2 separate regions of the Macaca mulatta genome follow, and region 2 is linked to region 1. The links are chromatin contacts, called in public Hi-C maps. All regions are on one chromosome and are shown on one strand. The core of a region is the stretch at or near the end of the contact, and the rest is flanking DNA. Distances in the headings are between cores, read along the strand shown. Region 1 holds the start of PLEKHO2 (pleckstrin homology domain containing O2). Region 2 has its middle 18 kb from the start of ANKDD1A.

Region 1 (5,115 bases), core at 1,498-3,997:
GAGGAGGGGAACAGACACACGCCTTGGTCCAGAGAAGGCCAGGCACGAAAGGTTATCAAAGCCCCTGCCCTCTCAACCCCTTTTCTATAGAAAGAGAAAGTACAGCCCAGAAAGGGCAAGAGATTACTCCGTGGGACAGAAACAGTACTGGGACAGGACACTGCCCTGCTTGTCTCTAGATGGTGAGTGCAAGTGGACAGCCTAGAAGCCATGGAAAGGCATGACTGCTGGCAGAGGACAGAGCCCCAGAGCAGAGAAGAGAAAGCCTAGGTCCATGATTTCTACCCTTACTCCAATGGCAGCAATAATACCCCCACTGATACTCGCAGTTTTCCCAGCTTTTGCATATACATCATCACATTGCTCAATCACCCACCCTTTTCCTTTTACAAATGAGGAACCGAGGCCAGGAGCATACAGGTGGGCAGATGTCCAGTGCCCAGACCAGCACCTCCTCCCCAAGCCTCAGCCTGACAAGAGCTACCAGCCCATTGCATAGAGGAGGTCACTGAGACTGAGGGACCTTAGCCCAGGGTGGCTGGGCACAGGAAGGAAGCTGAAAGCTAGCAGGAGGGCTGAAAGTAGCCATGTGAAAGTGAGATGATGAAGATGGCCTGGGATCATGGGGCAGAGCATGTGGCTATGACCTAAGAGGTGTTTTAGAGAAACAAAGATGGGCACTGAGGCCTAGTGCAACAAGCGGAAACTACTGGGAGAAGTGGGAGGAAAGCAGAGTTAGGGATGCCAAAGGGGAGTAGGGATAGGAAGCCCCTGCTATGGGGGTGAGGCTTGCAGGGGCTTGGGTAAAGCGGACAAGACCTTAGACGGCCCAGATATTTAGGTAGCTTTGAGCATCTGGGAGTCAGAAAGTGGCAATATAGGCTGGACGCAATGGCTTATGCCTGTAACCCCAGCACTTTGGGAGGCCAAGGCAGATGTATCACCTGAGGTCAGAAGTTCGAGACCAGCCTGACCAACATGGAGAAACCTCGTGTCGACTAAAAATACAAAATTAGCCAGGCGTGGTGGTGCATGCCTGTAATCCCAGCTACTCAGGAGGCTGAGGCAGGAGAATCACTTGAACCACGGAGGTGGAGGTTGCAGTGAGCCAATATCTCGCCACTGCACTCCAGCCTGGGCAACAAGAGCGAAACTCCATCTCAAAAAAAAAAAAAAAGATAAAAAAAGAAAAGAAAGTGGCAATGTGAGAGATTCAGGACCAAGGGGAGTACAGAGCTGAGCTGGGCCCAGGAGGTGTCCGGAGAACTTCCCTTAATTAGGGGCCAGAGCAGATCAGGAGATGGAGTAATCCTGACCCACATCCTCTGGGAGCAGGGGAGGGGCCCTGGCCAGAGAGCCCAGTCCTTGCAACAGGGGCCTGGGGAGGGCAGATGGCAGCCCCACCCAACAGCACGAAAGAAACCGCAGCAAATCAGAGAGGCCTGACTTTGCCCCCTACCTTCACCTACTGAGAGAAGGGGCCACTGTCAGGCCAGGAGTAGGAGGAGGACAGGCACTATATTTTGTAGAAGAGGAAATGAAGGCCGAGAGGGGAAGTGACTTATCTACCACCCCACAGAAAGGCAGGGCCTGGCCTAGAGGGAGCCCTGATGGAGGACCACTAGCTGCTCCTATCCATGGCCCCGGCAAAGTGGGAAGTGGGCACTGAAGGGACACCGGCAGCCTGGTCCACTCTGTGCTTCCCAGCTGGCCAGGGTTGCCCCAAGGCAGAGAGCTTCATCTTTCCTTCCCATCCAAGGAGGCAAAGATATGCCCCTTCCCTTGGGCTGGGAGGGCCTGAAGCTGGGACCCCCTCAGGGGATAAGAAACAAATTCACCTTCCTCTAGACCCAACAGGCCCCTCCTTTTAACTTAATCATTCCACGGGCACATATTAAGTGCTTGCTGCGTGCTGGACCCTCGGATAATGGGGCTGCTGGGAAAAATGAGTTTGCAAGTAAAGGGCAGAGGCAGGGGCAAGACCCGATGCCAGGCCAAGAGTGTTCTGAGTGGTTAGAAGGAGGATCCAGGGATACAGCTGGTCCAGCCCTCGGGTGGGGAAGGCAGGGACCAAGATCAGACCCTAGGTGGGCCTGACTCCCGATTCCTTCCCTACAGCTGCTCAGATGGATGTGGGGCGGGAAGACAGTGGGGGAAAAGGAGATACAGATTTATACAAGGGAGAAAAAAGCAACTTCTCCAGTCCTCCTGTCACCAAGGCATGGTCACATCCTTGAGACAGGAATCCCCCAACACATACACACACACACACACACACACACACACAGTCAGGATCCGACCTGGCCGGTACAGGGAGTCAGCGGTAATCGGGGTTCGAGCCCAGTCACCCAGGCCACTTTCAGCAAGTCATCAAACTCGCTGGAGTCTCAGTCTCCTGGTCAATCCAATGGGAACAGTAACAACCAAGACGCCCCACAACTGGTAAGAAAGTCAAAGAGAATGAAGGAGGACGCAGACTGCGAAGTCCCCGATATGGATCCCGCTCCCCGCCCCTGTCCCATTTGCCCAGGCTCTTTCTGAGGTGAGACTGGCGGGAGTGGGGCGGGCAGGAACGAGGGCCTGAGCCCAGGACCGCTAATCCCCGTGAGGGGCTCGAGGACCCCAGCCCAAGGCCCTGCCGGGCCCCGCCCTCACCTCCTCCTCCATGGCGAGTCCGCCGAGATCCCACCGCTCAGCCGCTCGCTCCCGGCGCCGCGCGGACTCTGCCACCGCGTCCACGCCCGGCCGGGAAGCGACTCTGCGTTCTGTCCCGCCGGCTGCCGGGGGCCCAAGAAACTTCGGGGGGGCGGGGCCGGGGGGCGGGGAGAAGCTTCCGGGGGCCGGGGCGGGGCCGGGGAGGGGGCGGCTGGGTCGCGGGCCCGGCCCAGGGCGGGAAATGGGTGGGGCGGGGGCGGGGCGGGGCGTGGGTTGGAGACTGGACTGAGGAGCCGGGCGGAGCTGGAACTGGAGGAAGAGGGCGGGACGGGGCGGAGAAGCTTTCCTGCACCCGCGGAGGGAGAAGGACTAGGAGGGGGCTGCGGTGCGACAGGGGAGGGGGCTTCCGGCCCAGAGACGGAGGCGAGGGTGGCGGGAGCGGCGCGCCGGCAGGGGTGGGGCGCACAGAGTGAGCGCTGGGGGCGCTAGCGGTGGAGCCCTTGAGGTCTCCTGAACCAGTGGGCTGGGGTTGCGAGACCGAGCCGAGCTGCCCTGGGCGGCCAGAGATGTGGGCACACAGAGGCTCCTCCTTTTTCCTCCCAGACGCCAGGCTGTGGGCGATGGCCTGGTCTTCTCTCTGGAACCTCTGAACGGGGCCGGGCCTGTAGCTTGGGTCTCTGTCCGGAGGGTGGTGTTACAGGAAGAGCTGGAGCTGAGAGTAGGGACTCCGGGGTCCCTTTACGGGACGGCCCGCCCCTGGCTCTCAGGGGTCTCCAAGCGTAGTGTTTTCCTGCCCTCCTTGGGCATCGCTCAATCCTTCCCGTATCTGAGGGTCGACCATCCCCCCGATCCCGCGGTGATCTTGCAGCCCTGACAGCCTTGCTGGAGAGTGGAAGTGTGGGGACCAGCAGAGAGTAATGATTTTAGTTATACCATGAGCCCTCATTTTACATTGGAGAAACTGAGGCCCAGAGAGAGAAAGTAACTGGCTGCATCGCAGCCTGCAGCACCGCTCCCCACCACAGACACATACTCCCTCTTAGCTCTCCTGGTCAATCCTGTCCCATGCCAAGGAAGGGAAAATTAAGTGCATGTGAGATCAGCGGTGACCACCTTCGGCTCAGGCTGCCTTAGCAGCGGCTGTGCCAGCGACCAAGCTCTCCTTTCACGGCCTTCTGCCAGCCCTCAGGCTCCCAGGCCACTTTCAGCCCTGTATGGAAAAGGGCAGCCTGGGGCTCCCAGGACAAGGGGGAAGGAGATGCAGGTACACTTCTCCCTCATGCCTGGGCCTGGGTTCCTTTATCTAAAGGAATGAAGAAAATTGAGGCTGATATTATCACTGGTCAAGAAAAAGAAAGAATAGAAAAGAGGAAGGAAGGAGAAAGACAGGAAGGAAGGAGGGAGGGAAGGAAGGAAGGAAAAAAGGAAAGAAAAAAAGAAAAAGAAAAGGAAGGAGAGAGAAAGGAAGGAAGGAGGGAGGGAAGGAAAGGAAAGAGCTGGGCGCGGTGGCTCACCCCTGTAATCCCAGCACTTTGGGAGGCCGAGGCGGGCGGATCACCTGAGGTCGGGAGTTCGAGACCAACCTGACCAATGTGGAGAAACCCTGTCTCCACTAAAAATACAAAATTAGCCGGAGAGGTGGTGCATCCCTGTAATCCCAGCTACTAGGGAGGCTGAAGCAGGAGAATCGCTTGAACCCGAAAGGCGGGGTTTGCAGTGAGCTGAGATCACACCATTGCACTCCAGCCTGGGCAACAAAAGCGAAACTCCGTCAAAAAAAAAAAAAGAGAGAGAGAGAAGGAAGGAAGAAAGGAAGGGAGGGAGGGACTGAGGGAGGGAAAAGAAAGAAAGGGGGGGAGGGAGGGAGAGAAGGAAAGAGAGAGAGAGAGAGGAAGGAAGGAAGAAGGAAAATTGAGGCTGAGGATCTGAGATAGTCTGTGTATGTAGCAACCTCTTTCAGCCACCATATGGTTTTATTCCCTCAATCTGCAGAGCTGTGCTGCATTGTACTCCAATGCCCCAGGACTCGGAAGATCTTGTTTCTGGAAACTCATGCTCTACCTGCAACAGAGCTGAGACCCTGGGGAAATTCATGTTGTTATGCAGAAGCAGCCCTTTGTAGGGAGAGAGCGGTGAGGTCAGGTTGGTTTTGACATCCAAATAGTTCTGTCATTTTGGGGAATGAGCCATTGAGAACTACTCTGGCCTCAGTTTCCCCGTCTAGCTCATGCTAGCCCTCTGGTTTTGCCTCTATACCGTGTGCATTCATTCAACACACGTATTTTATTTTATTTGATTGTCTGTCAGGCCCTATGATAGTGGCTAGAAGATAATGGCAGAGCTCAGGATCCCTGTCCTCTATTGGGGAGAAAGGCATGTAAGCAGATGAGAATGCCAAGTGTTAAATGAGAGGGTAAATGCACAGAGGAGGGGCACCAGAACCAGGACAAAGGGGTAGGA
Region 2 (5,115 bases), core at 1,556-4,055, 52 kb before region 1:
AAAAACTAGCCAGGCGTGGTGGTGGGCGCCTGTAGTCCCAGCTACTTGGGAGGCTGAGGCGGGAGAATGGCGTGAACCTGGGAGGTGGAGCTTGCAGTGAGCCGAGATCACGCCACTGCACTCCAGCCTGGGAGACACAGCGAGACTCCGTCTCAAAAAAAAAAAAAAAAAGTTCACAAGAAATAGTGGGCACACACTATGAATTTTAAAAGACAAGTCCAGGTTGCAAATATTTTGTCCCATTGTTTTATAACAGAGTATGAAGTGCCCCCAAAGAATCCATTATTGTGGCACCTAAATGACCTCTCACAGCCAGGTGGATCACAAAAATCTATGTTAAGGCCGGGCACAGTGGCTCACGCCTGTAATCCCAGCACTTTGGGAGGCTGAGGCGGGCGGATCACGAGGTCAGAAGATCGAGACCACCCTGGCTAACACAGTGAAACCCCGTCTCTACTAAAAATACAAAAAATTAGCCGGATGTGGTGGCGGGCGCCTGTAGTCCCAGCTATTCGGGAGGCTGAGGCAGGAGAATGGCGTGAACCTGGGAGGCGGAGCTTGCAGTGAGCCGAGATTGCGCCACTGCACTCCAGTCTGGGTGACAGAGCGAGACTCTGTCCCCGCCTCCCAAAAAAAAAAAAAAATCTATGTTATGCCAAACATCCTAAGCTTGACTTGGGGAAAGAGGATCCCCATTATGCTAGACACACAGATGCCAGCTGCCCCCAGCCTCAGCCTCATGGACATGGCACGTCCACACAGACTAATGTCAGCCAAGACAAAGGGTTACCCACTCTTGGGCTACTAGATTACTTGGTGACTTGAGTTAGTGCTCCCCTCCCCTTTACAGCAATGATCCTAACACCAGTGCTGGGCACTGTAAGGTCTGGAGGGGCCTCTGGTATCCCTGGAGAAAAGAGACTCTGCTTTTGCATGCTTCTTGTCAGCATGAGAGGCAAGGCCTGGTCTAAGTGACACTAAGGTTGCAGCCAGGACGTCTCTGACAGGGCTGCTGTCCTCAGATGTGAAGGCTTTGCTTCTCAGCCTCTTGCTACAGACCTCCCTCTCACATTAACTCCTGCCAGGACTTTTGGTTTCGGTTTCTGAGAGCAGAAATAAGTTCTACCCTCCCCCTCCTCCTACCCTACTTCCTTCACCCTTCTTTCTCCCACCCTGGTAGGAAATCCACCCCCCTCGTCCCTACCCCCAGTCCCCACCCCCAGTCCCAGTCTGAGAGGGACAAAGAAGAAGAAGAGAGGGATAGAGAAGGGAGGGAGAAAGGGAGTTGCCAGAGACCTCACTCCATCTTCAGGGCTGAGTGATCACTCACAAATCTGCAAATTGTGCCCTGTGCAACTCTAGAGGACCCTCAAGTCACCAAAATTTGCATATTTATTGGCACACTTTTCAGACAGATCGCAGTAAAGTGTCTTCAGAAGGAATAGTCTGAAGCTCTGGAGTGGGATTAAAGGGCTGAATGCCTTTCCGCTCTGATCTCCTAGAAGCCCCAAAGCACCCCCAGTACTTGAGCTGTAACCCACTTATCCCTCTTTGCTCAATTTCCCAGCTGGGCTAGAACCCCAGCTCAAAAGAGGCTCACCAGTCACCTCTAGGTCCATTTGTGGGGCCCCAAGCAAGTCTCTTCCTTTCTAGGCCTCAGTTTCCCCATCTGTAATATGTAAAGAGAACAAAATCTATATTTAACAGCTGAGTCTGTGCAGAGGGTGCTTGGAGGCAGACGATTACATTTGGGTTGCAGTCTCAGGGTCCTTCTGAAGGAAGGAGGTTGTTGGTTGTTCCCTTGACTGACAGCAGGGCTCAGAGAGGATTCTTTTGTTGAAGAATATCAAGAGGGACTGTGTGACCTGGGGCGGCTCCTCTAACCTCTCTAAACCTGTTACCTCCCCCATGAAATGGAGGTGGTAATATTCACCTTGCAGGTGGCTGTGACGACTGAAGGGAGTACTGTATGCAAAAGTGCTGGCGTGGAGGAGGCGGCAGAGGAGGGTGGCGGCGGGGCACGGCAGCCACTGCCTGAGCTCAGGCTCCAGGGCAGGAAACCCACCTGACAGGCCACTCCTTCCGCTCGCCTCCCGCGGTGGGCTCCCTCCCCTCTCTCTGCAGGGCCACACCTCTGGGAGGATGCCCAGGGCCTGCAAAGCGCTGAGGGAACCCCAAGGAGCCCACACCCCTTAGCCTGTCATGCCAGGCCCTCCCTTACCTACGCCCCCCGGCCACTCCCCACCCAGCCCCCCAACCTGCTCGACACCCCCAAACAAGCCATGCACACTTCCCTGCCTTTACCCAGGCTGCGTCCTTTCCGGGTCACATGCCCTTCCCTCTCTCCCTCCTCAAGACAGCTAAATCCTGCTCATTGTTTAGGGCCCAGCTCAAATGTCACCTTCTGAAGGAAACCTTTCCCTGCCCTTCCAGTAAAGAAAATACTCATTCTTCCTGTTGCCTCCCTCAGTCCCGCACTCAGTCCCGTCAGGAGTGCAGCGAGACTCCAGTCCGCCACATCCCCTCGCGGAGCCCCCGGTGCCTTATCTAGAAAATGGAGGTAAATCGTCCCTACTTGGGGGGCAGGACGAGTTCAATGGGACACGTCAGGCATCTAAACACAGCATGGGGCGCACACTAGAGACCGGCGAGTCCAGCCAGTCAGCCCCACTGAGAGGGAAGCACGCGCCAGGCCCCCTTTCCAGCCTCCTCTAGTTCCTCCCGGAGGAGCAGCTCACAGCTCATTGGAAGATCAACCAGGATTGACAGGTTCCCAGCCCAGTGGCTGGCTGGAGCAAGTGGTCGGCCCCTTCCCCTCTCTGGGGCCTCTACCTGCGGAAGGCAGGGCCGGGGGCCTGGTCTCCACACGCTGCCTGTGTCGGTCTGTGGGGCCGACCGCCCCACTGATGACTCAGGTCTCCTCCCCGCCCTTCCCCTTCAGGAAGAGGCCCTGTCATAATCGCAGTTGTACTACATAAAAATAGCTTCGTTTCACAGCGACATGAGCACAGCCTTTTCCACTGAAGGAAGAGGAAGGCAGTTTCCCCCTACGCATCCCCCGGGTCCCTCTTCAAAAGCGGATCCTCTGGGGGTGGGGTCTTCACACTTCTCAGCAATAGCCTCATCAGCGGCTTCCTCCCCGGCTTCGGCGCTGAAGGCTTTTTTTACTGCTTTGCGACCAGCTTCTCACCTTTTCTCATTTGGCCTTCGCGTCAGAGATGCCAGGCAGCTGAGGTTGCTGTACCCATTGTGCAGGTGTGGAAACCCAGGCCAGGAGAGGGAAGGTGACTGGTCTGAGGTCACACAGCAAGCTCGCGAGAGCCGAGTTGGGGGTCCCTGACTCCTTCACCGAGTTCCTTCCGCGCCAGCATCGGCCTCCTCCTAGGAAAGTACTGTGGCCACAGCCAGGTCAGCAAGAAAAAGGAGAGGCGAGGAAGGTTGAACGGAGCACAGATGTGAGGGGCAAGACGTTCATGCAACAAACATTCGTCTGGCCGGGTGAGGTGGCTCAGGGCTGTAATCCCAGCATTTTGGGAGACCAAGGCGCCAGATCACCTGAGGTCAGGAGTTCGAGACCAGCCTGGCCAACATGGTGAAACCCCATCTCTACTAAAAATACAAAACAAATTAGCCGGGCGTGGTGGTGCACGCCTGTAATCCCAGCTACTTGGGATTGGAGCCCAATGACAAATGGTTTCCCTGTCAGTCAGGCCTGCTGGACCGAGAGCAGCCTCTCCAGGCCTGAGACTGATGAGTCTCAGCCATAAGGCCCAGCCTAGGGTGTGGTGGCCCTTGCTTCCCATTGAATCCCTGCAGTGAAGTCACTGAGGAGACACCTGCCTGGTCTTGTGGTCTCTGCTCTTCCCCCTCAAATCCACCCTCTGTTATCAAAATGTAAGGCAGGTCAGAGGGCACAAGCTGGAAGCCTCCAAATAGGTATCTCATGGCACTAGAAAGAAAGGCACACTGTGTTCCCAGCTGGGTGCCTGAATGCGTAGGAGTACGGGCAGGTGACTGTGTGTGTGCACATGGTTGTGTACAAACTTGGGGTGTGTGTATCTTAGTCTGTTTTCTGTTATTTGTAACAGAATGCCTGAAACTGGGTAATTTATAAAGAAAAGGAATTCTTTCTTACAGTGGTGGAGGCTGAGAAGTCCAAGGCTGAAGGGCCGCACCCTGTGAGGTCCTTCTTGGTGATGGGGACTCTGCAGAGTCCTGAGGCCCTGCAGGGCATCACATGATGAGGGGGTTGAGCATGTTAGCTCAGATCTCTCTTCCTCTTATTATAAAGCCACCAGTCCCATTCCCGTGATAACCCATTAATCCATGAACCCATTAATCCATTAATCCATGAATGAATGAATCTGTTCATGAGGGCAGAGTCCTCTGGCCCAATAACCTCTTGAAGGTCCCGATTTTCACTACTGCCATATTGGGGATTAAGTTTCAACATGAGTTTCAGAGGGGACAGATCTTTAAACCTTAACTGTGTGTGTGTGTGTGTGTGTGTGTGTGTGTATAGCTGCTGTGGTTGTCAATTCAGAGTGAAAAAGCTCTCACTTCCTGTTAAGAATCAATTAGAGCATTTTTTATAGAAGCTCTAGCTTTCCCTGTGAGGATCACAGGAGCCTGGGAGGAGAGGTGGGAAGGTAGAGCGGGAAGAATGTCTTTCCTGAGCAGTGTTGGGAGCAAGGTCAGGACTGCACATCCGAGACTCCAAGTTCATGTCCCACTGTGCTGTCAAATGAACTTCTAAAGGTCGTTTTTTTTTGAGATGGAATCTTGCTCTGTCGCCCAGGCTGGAGTGCAGTGGCGCGATCTCGGCTCACTGCAACTTCCGCCCCTGCAGGTTTTTAAGCAATTCTCTGCCTCAGCCTCCGGAGTAGCTGGGATTACAGGTGCGTGCCACCACGCCCAGCTAATTTTTTTGTATTTTTAAGTAGAGATGGGGTTTCACCATCTTGGCCAGGCTGGTCTTGAACTCCTGACCTCGTGATCCACCCACCTCGGCCTCCCAAAGTACTGGGATTACAGGCGTGAGCCACCGCACCCGGCTACAAAAGTATCTCAAAAATTAGCCAGGTGTGGTGGGGCATGCCTGTAGTTCCAGCTACT

The links. Hi-C and Micro-C count contacts between places; a contact is called where the count stands out from the background.
Region 2: a Hi-C map of CD4 T cells shows a contact between it and region 1, with 5 times the contacts expected there. The contact joins the enhancer-like site here to the promoter of PLEKHO2 in region 1. A contact is called at or near these places in 5 of 14 Hi-C or Micro-C datasets (CD4 T cells, blood, cortical neurons and 2 more).

What each region holds. Positions count from the first base shown.
Region 1 is chr7:42,261,355-42,266,469 of T2T-MMU8v2.0, reverse strand. It overlaps PLEKHO2 (pleckstrin homology domain containing O2), which reads right to left and starts at 2,747. Exons shown (of 6, transcript NM_001266727.2): 1 at 2,656-2,747. The coding sequence starts at 2,667.
Region 2 is chr7:42,313,076-42,318,190 of T2T-MMU8v2.0, reverse strand. No RefSeq gene overlaps it. Among named protein-coding and RNA genes, the nearest start is that of ANKDD1A, 18 kb to the left of the region's middle. Within about 2 kb of position 2,805, at least 23 of the 40 cell types and tissues checked have an H3K27ac peak or open chromatin away from gene starts, as enhancers often do. A contact at or near this core is called in CD4 T cells and blood, where this site is marked.